Linked DNA regions of Strix aluco: region 2 is linked to region 1. The links are chromatin contacts, called in public Hi-C maps. All regions are on one chromosome and are shown on one strand. The core of a region is the stretch at or near the end of the contact, and the rest is flanking DNA. Distances in the headings are between cores, read along the strand shown.

Region 1 (5,314 bases), core at 929-3,428:
CATTATTGGTATGTGCATTATAAGATGCCTCAGAGCAGTACACAGCACCTGCCTCTGCTACTGATGTACCCATCACAGATTTTGCCCTGCAAGAAAGCAACTGTAGTGCTGTGCTGTGCATGGTATATAGCAGACAGGCATAAGTCTCTTCCACCATGGCTACACATGAGGAGGCCTCAGCCTACACAGTCACTGCAGCACTAGCACTAGCCACCAGGTAACAAACTGAGTTAGCAGCAGACCCCTGAACTTTCACTGTCCTGGAACAATAGGAGAAGGAGTTTCTGATGTACCATGTACATACTGTGAACACACAAAGTTACCGAGTAATAACTCATGGTGAAAGAGATCCCTAGTCATTATATGAAAAAAGTGGTATGGGTATTTCTGTTGCAATGGCTAGTTACATTTATCATATAGTATGGTTTCTGCTCCCATTTTGTGCAATTTAAAGCTAGCAAATGGAAAATTTGACAGTTGGGCATGCAATGACAGTTCACTTTCAGCAAACATTCAAGTTTATAATTCACCTCTCAAAAGCAATCACTTTCACAAAGCTTGACTCCTTCAACAGCGACTGATGATTCAACACAAGTGAATCTAATCAACATTTATAGGACTCTCTCTTCTATAAATATTTCTATTATTCATTCCACTTAAATAAGCAATCAAATCAAAGTCTATTTCTGAGCTACAAGAATAATAATATAACCACAACAGCACTACAGAAGTCCAGTCTAGTTTTGCCCAAGTCTTGCAGGTCATGCACACATTATATAAAAGCTGAGTATCTGTTAAAAACTATTAAACTTAGGAAGTTTGTTTTAAAAAAAGTAGCTTTCTCACTGAAAACATGCTTTCAAAATGTCCAAATTATGAAAAAGGTACAACTTACTTAAGCCTTCAAAGTTTTCCTCTTCCACTCCACCTCCATTATCCGAAACCTCTATCAGTTCTGCTCCATGATCTTTAAGTTTTATATCTACAAAATTGAGTAATAAAGTCTTTTAATTCTGTATGTTCATACAGTGTTCAGTATTAATTATGTACTTGAAGCAATTTTATCAGGTAACTGTTTTCCATGTCAAGTTTGAACAAAAAAATCCTCATACCTGTCAAAAGTTAGAGCAAGCTAATGCAAACCAGCCTGTACTCACAAACAGTCCAGCTTTGCTGAACTTCTGCCTGAACTGAAGTTTTCCCAATTACAAAGCTATCATCATCCTGGCAGCTCTGGAAACTGCAACCCTGCCTTAACCACCTGCTAGCTTGAGACCAGCAGCCAGCAGAGTCTAATCACCACTGCTGTACAGGCCACATGCCTTATTCAGTGGCAAAAAGGGCTACAAATAAAATAACACAGACAAAAATCACATACCTCTAGGGGCCCAGCTAGAGCCTGGGAATCAAAATGCTTTATTTATCTGAGGTGTAAAACCACGGCAAACGTGCTTGGCCCAAACAGAAAGTATGTGCACTGATTTGTTAATATGCACTCTGTTTTGAGGAAAGATAAGTACTTTAGAAGTCCATGAAATTATGATGGCAAGAAGGTTACCAATGTTGGTAGCTCCAGCATCCAGGCTGTTTTCCACTAACTCTTTCACGGCAGTGCCAAGATTCAGCACAACCTGTCCCGAACAGATCCGATGAACGGACTTACGGTCGATGGGCTTGATGGCTTTGGCAGGCTGCAGGCTGGAAAGAGGGGAGAGACAGGAAAAAACACGGTAGTGTGAAGCAAGCGGCAAAGGCTCGCCGCGCCTCGCTCGTTCGTTCCTCGCAAGTGAGGGCAACCGCCGCCCAAAGGCGAGGCGGGGGGCAAAACACCGATACCCCGGGTGGCCGCACCCGAACGCGGAGCGCCCGAGAAGCCCCACCGGCCTCCCCGAGCAAGTCGGGAGGGGAGGCGGGAACCGAGAAGCCAGCGGCGGCAGAGGAGGCCGCGACCGCGCCAGCGGCCAGGGCACGGCCCACGGCGGGGGAGCGCGGCCCTGAGCCTGCCGTGAGGAGAGGCGGCCCGAGCAGGGAAGTGCGAGCGCGGGGCAGCCCCAGGGCCGGGGCCCGCTCCAGCCTGCCCCGGGGCAGGCGCTCACCAAGGCGCAGCCGCCTCCATCGGGACCCAGCGGATCGCGCCGTCCTCTCCTCAGGATCCCCTTCCGCAGGCCCTGCCCCCGCCCAGTCATTGGCTGCTGAAGAAAAGGGCCCACCCCTCCCGCGTGGGTTTTTAAGCCCCTTGACACCAATTGGTCAATAGGACCATCCAATCAGAGCTGGAAGCTGCACCTTTCGCCCTATGGAGACTCGCTGAACGGATCAATTGCTCTCGCTGGCCAATAGAGGGAAGACAAGGAGGCGGTGCGGCAGTCGCCAGCGCGCATTGGGCGGCGCTTGAGTCAGTTAAGGCGCTGTGCTCCCGCCTGGCCCAATTGGCGCAGCGGGCGGGCGGGCTGGGAGCGGGTGCGCGGTGCGGGCGGGTGCCGCCATGCCCATGTACAAGGTGAGGCCCTTCCACAGGGTCGGCGGGGAGGTGCTGGCGGAGCAGCTGCCCTCCTGCATGTACCGCCTGCCCAACCTGCACCGCCGCCCCGCGCCCGCCGCCTCGCCGCCGCCGCAGGTAGGAGCGAGGGGGCGTGGGAGAGCCCGCCGGGCCGGGCGGAAGGCCTGTCCGGGCCGTGGCCCACAGTGCTCGCCACGGCGGACTCGGCCGTGGGCAGCAGGCCGGCGCCTGGCGCCGCGCTGGCGGGGAGCCTGGCGGGCGGAGCTGCCTCCGCCCGCTCTGGGCCGGTGTTTGCTCCGGACGGGCGTGCTTGTGGGGGCTGGGAGAAGGCCGGCGCCGGGGAGCTCCCAGGGGCCGGGTCCCCGCGATCCCCCGCCTTGGCCCGCAGGAGGAGCGCGGTAGCGCTGGTTCCTCCGCGCTTATCAGCGGCTCGGTCGGGGGTTAATAAGCTCAGCTTTTCCAGGAATTTCTCTGTTTTAAGGCCTTCGGTAATTCTTAACTTGGCTTCTCTGGGCTCTGGTCTGCGTGTCTTTCAGTTTCTATTTTTAAGCGGCCGCATTTGGAGCGCCGTGCTGAGCTGAGGCCGTGCAAGCCCGTAGGTCGGTGACTGTGGCCCAGCGGGCTTCACCCCTTCCCGCCGCATCATCGCTTTGTTGGCTCAAGTCTATTTTCTTTTCTGCTGCTGAGTTAGGAACTGGCCAGCTACACACTCTCCATTTCTAGTCTCAGTTACTTCTTTATTAAATAAGGCAAAAATGCAAAATAATATGTTACATTAATTTAGTTGACTTCAGCCTCTCTCCAACGTCAGGAATGCTTTGAATTCTTCCAGGCTGCTTGTGGCCGTTTTTAGCTTGATACTATTACATCTTTTCAGTGAGTACTTGCTGTGCCCTCACCCAGGTTGCTGGTGGAGATACTGAGTAGGAGCAGACTTGGGGCAGAACTTCACAGGAATGCTAACTAAGTTGCCCTCCCATTGCAACAACAAAAGTATTAACTATCAGTCTGCTTTGAGAGTGGTTTTTCTTTCACTGAATTGTGTACTAGCCAAAGAATGGTCACTAAGAGGTGTTTCCCTGTCTTGTCTGAGAATATTGTGAAAGTGGGTATCAAGATTTCACTTGGATACCTTGCTTGTTATCTCTTCATCCATTAGACTGAAACAAGGAAGCTTGCTCCATAGGTTGGGTTTCGTTAATTCTTATTCAGAATGATTAGAAATGGATTATCTATATAAAGATTTTTCTTTAACATTATTGTAAGTTTGTGGACTTAAAACCACCCACAGGAATATACTTTTCATCCTTTAGAAGAGGTAGCACTGTAAGATAAGAGACTTGTAAGATAGTTGAGATAACAAAAAGATGCATTAGGATTAACATGTAACAAAGACTTTTTTTCTCTATAGTTTATATTCTGTGAAACGAAGAATGATTACAAAGAGTGATTTCATATGATATACCATCCATCTAAACCTGCAGGCTTTTTTATTAACTATCTGAATTGTCAAAAAGTTGCCTTGTTTGGCAGCCTCAACACAAACTCTTATCAGTCTGCACTTCTGGGCTGAAAAGAATCCAGACAAGCTACCTCTGGTTTTTCAGGTTTTAATTCAGCATTTCACTGCCAACTTTAAGTTTCTGTGGTTGTGATCTGATTTTCACTATGTTATGGAGTTTCCTGTAGCGAGTGGTTTAAAAAAATAGGTTAAGCAGGAAGATTTCAGATTTGATTAAATAACCCATCTCTCACCACATTATCATACAGACGAAAGAAGAGAGACAGTTAACAGATGTAAGACCGTGACATTCCGTGATGTTCTGGTTATTTGAATGTATTTAAAGTCTTTCAAAACTTACTGTCAAGTGAGCTGTGCACTATTTTCACACTGAGCTGAGCAAACATTTATGTGACCTTGTTTTTTCCTCTCCTATAGGAAGAGGCTGACCCGTCACTTCAAGCACTTGAATCCCGCCAGGAAGAGATTCTAAAACGCTTGTATGAACTGAAGAGTGCTGTCGATGGTCTCTCAAAGATGATACAAACCCCAGATGCTGACTTTGATGTAACTAATATCATTCAAAGTGATGAATGTTCCCCTTTGACAACAAATGGAGCAGATTTGGATTTGATGCTTGGAAAGGTAAGTTTAGTTGAGCACATAGATTGATAGATACTTTCTTTGCTCTCAGATTTCCAGGGTTGGAAGAGTGGCATTAAAACCTGGTGCACTCAGAACTCAATATACAAGTCTTATATCCTTACAAATAACCTACCATTATTTCATTTTGGGCATCCAGATTACAGATACAAACATTTATAAATGTTTTATAACTGGAATTATATAATAATAATTTATTATATATTATAAATACTAAATCCTATATATTCTCATTTGGATAGAATTCCAAGCTAGAATGGTTCATTTTGAAATTACTACAGTTGGTTTCTTGTTTGTTATTAAATGGAAATTTTGACTTCAGTTTGGACTAGAATTTACCTCTGTCATGCTCTTGAATTGTATGTCAAGGAAGGAAGATGTTTAAACAAGCCTTAAATGTCCAAACTTGAATTGATTCATTTGAATAAAATTAGAATTTCAGATACACATGTGAATGGCTCTGTACGTTTTGGTGTCAAATGATAACTCCACTACTTCAAAGTCTGATCTGGAATGTCTTATCTGCTGAATGTTTTACTTTCCATTCAGGATTATGGCGCCCTGAAAGACATTGTAATCAATGCAAATCCTTCTCTACCTCCACTGTCACTGTTAGTACTACACAGTCTGCTTTGTGAACGCTATAAGAT
Region 2 (5,314 bases), core at 1,388-3,887, 180 kb after region 1:
AGTACCAAAGATAATGATTGGTATGAGTGTACTTTCTTATAAATAAATCCCTAGTAACAGAGATCCTCAATCACAACTGATTTAAGGAAAACATCAGATCACTTTTTAAGCAGAAAGATGGGACTAGGTTTCATTGTACTATACTGTGTAAATAACCTCATGTCCAAAGGTCACTTAACAATCTCTTGGCTAAAACCCTATTTGAATTTTAGCCTTGCACTAGAATTTCTCATTTTCCTTCTTCAGAGAGCAAGAGATATTTAGGTTTTACATCATTAATTGTGTTGTTACTTGCAAACTTGACTGCATTTCTCCAGTAAGGCAGAGGACAGAACTCTACAGAAGAGCTGGAGAAGGCCAGGCCCTCTCCTGCCAGATCCAGACAGAATTCCTGATCCACTAGAGGGTGAGCCAGGGAAGTTCGTTAGGAAGGAGCTCTTGCTCCATCACCTCAGAAACAATACTTCTGCACTACCACTGCATTTGGACTGCGGAGGCATTTGCTTGAGCTCTTTTGTAAAATTAAGAGCAGTTTTTACTTTATGTGTGTTTAAAACTAAAGCTATTAATCTACTATTTTTTTCTTTTGCACTATCAAGTGATTAGCAAGAAGTGACTTGACATGAAAACATACAGAAACTGTACTTCCTCTTACCTGTAGTGCAAATCTCTTTCATTTCCCCATCCTCAATTCTTTCAGGTTGCAGCTTAAACTAATTCTTCACACTCTTAACTGAAGACTTTACAGATACATCTGTTCAACAGTGTTAACTCGGTATTTGAACAGTATTTCATGCCAACACATGGCAAACTGATTTCAAGAATAATCACTCTTACTAACAAAGGAGAAGCTCACAAGAAAGAAGGCAAAGTCAAGCTCACAGTCAGACCCCAGGACACAGCAAAAACGTTATTTCCAGGGTCGGTGGCGTGATCCATGTAACACACATAGCACTGAAATGCCCATTTTGAATTACAACAACTCCTAGTTTTCTGAAAGAGATCAGCTATGTTGCAGTTAGAAGAACTGCTTGCAATTCCCTCCAACCGCCACACCGTACACTCGAAGCGAGGAAGCAAACCACATCACACGGAATTCGAGCAAGCACGTACAAAACACGGGAGGAAGCACAAGCGTTTCTCCCCCGGGCTGGCGGCGGAGCCGCGGGAGCGGGGCTTCGCCCGGCGCCCATCCCGGAGGGCGGCCGGGACCCAGCTCCCTCCCCGCCACACCTCTCCCGCTGCCACGTCAGAGCAGGCCGGGATCTCGACCCAGAGCCTATTCTCTCCAGCCGGGAGCCTCTCTCCTACAGCTTCCTCCTGCAGCTGGCCAGGCAAGCGAGAAAACACCCCAGAAGCCTTATAAACGGCACGAATCGCAGTTTAATTCTTCCCGCAGCGAGGGCGGAAAACAAAAGGGAAGAAGAGGGCGCGGTAGTCTGCCGCGAACGCAAACCTGTGCGCGGAGGGAAAAGGAGGGAGCGAGGGAAACTTCAGCATCTGCAAACTGCAAGTCAGCGACTCCCAACGCTGCACCAAAACCAGCTTTCACGCACCAGAGCGGCGCTTAAAGCTGCCAAGCAAACACGCAGACGGAAGGCTGTGCGCTGTCAGGAAAAGCGAGAAAATAAGCTCTATCTCCTCTTTCCCGATAGTGGCGGGGCGCGGGGAAGGGAGGGAGGCTGCCCGCCCCGCGGGGGACGCATTCCTCCCTCCTCCCCTCCTCCCAACCTGCCTCCCCATTCATTCGCTCGCCACCGGGCAGTTACATAAGGAAGGGGCGACCCTCCCGGGGACAGCCAAGGTGGTGGTGCTCGGGGATTAAAGTACAAATAATGGCAACCACCAAACCTTTAACGAAATCGCTGCTCCCCCGAGTGCGCCCCCACCCCGGAGGAGGGGATGTGGCTCCCCTTTCCTCCCGCCCGGTTGCCCACCCGCTTCCACGCACCCTGCGTTTGGAAGGGACTGAGTTAGGAGGGAGGTCAGTCAGGAGGGGGGCTGAGCCCCCTCCCGCCAGCGCTGAGGGGAGCGATCGTCCCTTTTCACCTGCCCGGGCGAGTTCTGCCCTCCCGCCCTAGGGGCCCTCAGGCGGCGACTCGAGGGGGACACAATTCCCTCCCCCCCCCCGCCTCTCCTCGCTTTACCACAGCCGCCTCCGGGAAAGTGGGGCAGGCGGGACCCCCCCGTGCTGCCCCCCCCCCCCCCCCTCCCCGGCTCGGCTGAGCTCTCTTCAGGAAGCGGTCCCTAAACTGCAGCAGAGGTGATCGCAGCACGGCCCACCCCCCTGCCGCGGCGAAAAGGCGGCGATCGCGCCCAGGCCCCAGTGAGGCTCCCCTCAGGCACCGCGGCCCAGAGCTGCCCAGCCGGTCCCGCCGCCCTCCCTTCCCTTCTTCCCCTCCCCTCGCCCGCCCAGCGGCCTTCCGCACGCACCCGCGCAGGAGCGGCTCTTCCAGATCTTGAGCAGCAGGATGATGATGGCCGCCAGGTGGGACAAGTCCCCGGTGAGGCGGAAGATGTTCATGGCGGCGGCAGAGGCGGCAGCGCAGCCCGGAGCCGGGGAGCGAAGATGGCGTAAGCTCAGCGGGCACCGAGCGACGTGGCCCGGGGACGTGGCCAGACAGCCACCACGCCCGGTGCACCCTGGGAAACGGGAGGGGGCGGCCCCGCCCCTCCGCGCCGCCTCCCGCGGGGGCGGCCGAGCCGTTAGCCCTGAGGCGAGCCCCGGCCCGGCCGCCCGCGGCGGGGGGACGCGCGCGACCCTCCGGCCTCCCTCAGCCCTCCCAGCGCCAGCCCTGAGGGGAGCGGCCCGCGCCGGGCCCAGGGGCGGCGGGGTCGGGCTCCCGCCGGGCCCCGAAGGGTGAAGTCCTCGCTTCGGGTCCCGCGCTGGGTGTCCGGCACCGAGGGCGGAGTAGGCCACGGTCCCTTTTTTTGCCTTAAACTCTTCAGAAGCCCTTTTAGACGGATAATTTCGCGGTTCTTTGTTAACCGGCAGTAAGCAGAGAACAGAGCTGTGAGCCAGGAGCGGCTCCTGCGCGGGGGACGCTCCGGCAGCACCAGGCAGCCGCCGGCCAGTGGAGCAAGTACCGGGGATGAACGGGGAGAGAAACCGCCGTGAAATTCGGCCATCAGGCAGCTGGCTAGTGCAGCAGTTGGTATTTAATAGCTATTGTCACGTTTTGTGCAAATGAGCTTGATTCATGGTTAGTGGCCCAAGAGAGTATGCGAATTTCTAAGAAAAGTAATTATTCCTTGCAACAATAAGGCTTTGGGAATTAGTGTGCTGCCTCTTTGCAGTCCTCAATCCCTAAACCTGAAGGGTATCGCCATCATAGTTGTGCAGTGTGCAGTTCAAGGAGGTATCCCCTCTTAAGCACGGCTTAATCACCAATGTTCTCTAAAAAAACCAGCAATCAAAACAGTAACAAAGCAAGCTAGAAAACTTCACAGGAATAGGATTTCCAATGACTCTGGAAAACAGGTTATCCCAGCTAAACAGTGGTGCTTTGCTTTTTTATACCATTTCAGAAAGGGGAAGTTATTAAAAATCTCCTGGTTTGCATTGTCTCATGCCCTGTTTGAGGAACTAGAGTAAGGACTTCGCTGTTACAGAACAATGTACAGAACCACGTAGAGAAAATTTCCCACAGTGGAAGGTTATGTCTGGTTGGAAACTATGAAAAAGATCCTAAGTGCAATCTTTCATTTTCTTGTTTAAAATGTAGCATAAACACTGAAATCTTTAAAGGGCTTACATATTCCCCAAAAGAAGAGAGAACTGATTAGTACTTCCTATTGAGTTTACCTTTTTTTTAATAAGTACCCACAGTGTGACAGAAACAAATGTACTTATTTTCAGAGATCAGGCATCAAAGTCTGTCCTCTCAAGTCAGGTTATATGTTACATTTGAAAAGTTTAATAGATTTGAACTCTAAATTAGACTAATTATTTTAAACAGATATTGAATAACTTTAAGCATCAAATAATGTTTGATGTAATTACAAGCAAGTTGCTTACCTGAGGACACGTTAGGAACAGAAATCCAGTACTTGGGTAATTTGTACTGAAGACAACAGCATTTGACAGAATCCCCAGGTCCATGGTGTAGACTGCAACAGTGGGGAGAAAGTGCAACTACGTAAGTCCAACCTCTGTGGCTGCAATGCTGTGGCACTTTCATCACTATATAAAAGTGTAACAATAAGGTCCAAAAGTACAGTTTATGTCTTAGAGCACTGGCTGAACTAGCCAGATTAGCTGTTTGACACAGGCTTGATTGAAATAGGCACATTTTAATACGTTAGATGTAAACACTTCTAAAAGGATGACTACTGAAATAAAAGTAGCTAATAAAAACACTGACAGATGCGTATCTGGAATCTATTTTAATAGATACATTAAAGGCAGAGAGCTGACATCCCTTCTCTCTCAACCCCTTTCTCAGTTCATGCAGGATGTATTCAGAATTTGTTTGTGATCTAAGTTCTTTTCTGACATCTGATTAAATATTGAAACATGTCAGGCCCCAGTTAAAGATGACCTAGGGCAGCTTTAGCTTGTGCATCAAACCAACACATGATTTTAACTACAGCAATGGCTATTCTTTGATAAATCAATACAGTTATTTTCTATACACGAGTTTAAAATTATCGGGGAAAGGAGTACCAGGAAATATTATCCTGCTGTATTTGTGACAGATTAGTATTTTCCACTATTTTCATATTTCTCCTCTAGGAATTTAGTCCTGGCCCCTCTTCTCCTTGTCCCCCAAAGAGAATATCGGAGATATTAAGTGAGATGCTGTTAAATATTTATAAGGCTAATTAATAGCAGCTAAAACATTAGAAGATAGATGTTACACTGTTGCCAGCAAAGCAAGAAATCCAGCAATCACAATTCCTCCATTTAATACTCCAATGTACAGTCACTTGGATTGTAAACTCTGAAAATGCCTTGTGTTCCTGCATCATGAGGGCAAGAAAATCCTCTCATTAATCCGATTGGAAAAGCAGACTGATGCTGAACATGAAGGGGCAGGAAGAGACAGATGGACATCGGCTGCTTGCTACTTATTGCAGAAAAAAGTGTAATACATTTCTAGACTATCTATTTCTGGGTACGATTAAAGAACCAGATGTGAATTTTGATAAAAATATCCTATGGTACAAAACTGCTACAGGTCCTGATACCAGACAAGGTCAGGTGGGGTGTATGAGCTAGTCTCATAGTTTCTCTGTTTAGGGACTGAGTAGATAGATAGGGAAAGACAGTCTGATAAAGGATCAGGCACTTTACTAAAATATGATGATCTGG

Evidence for each region. Hi-C and Micro-C count contacts between places; a contact is called where the count stands out from the background.
Region 2: a Hi-C map of heart shows a contact between it and region 1, with 5 times the contacts expected there. The contact joins the promoter of KDELR2 here to the promoter of PMS2 in region 1. A contact is called at or near these places in 2 of 2 Hi-C or Micro-C datasets (brain and heart).

The regions. Positions count from the first base shown.
Region 1 is chr15:12,821,243-12,826,556 of bStrAlu1.hap1, forward strand. PMS2 (PMS1 homolog 2, mismatch repair system component) reads right to left here and starts at 2,179. Exons shown (of 15, transcript XM_074841086.1): 1 at 2,097-2,179; 2 at 1,559-1,698; 3 at 896-982. The coding sequence starts at 2,116. AIMP2 (aminoacyl tRNA synthetase complex interacting multifunctional protein 2) reads left to right here and starts at 2,422. Exons shown (of 4, transcript XM_074841091.1): 1 at 2,422-2,617; 2 at 4,440-4,646; 3 at 5,214-5,314. The coding sequence starts at 2,486.
Region 2 is chr15:12,996,582-13,001,895 of bStrAlu1.hap1, forward strand. It overlaps KDELR2 (KDEL endoplasmic reticulum protein retention receptor 2), which reads right to left and starts at 2,638. Exons shown (of 5, transcript XM_074840491.1): 1 at 2,434-2,638. The coding sequence starts at 2,524.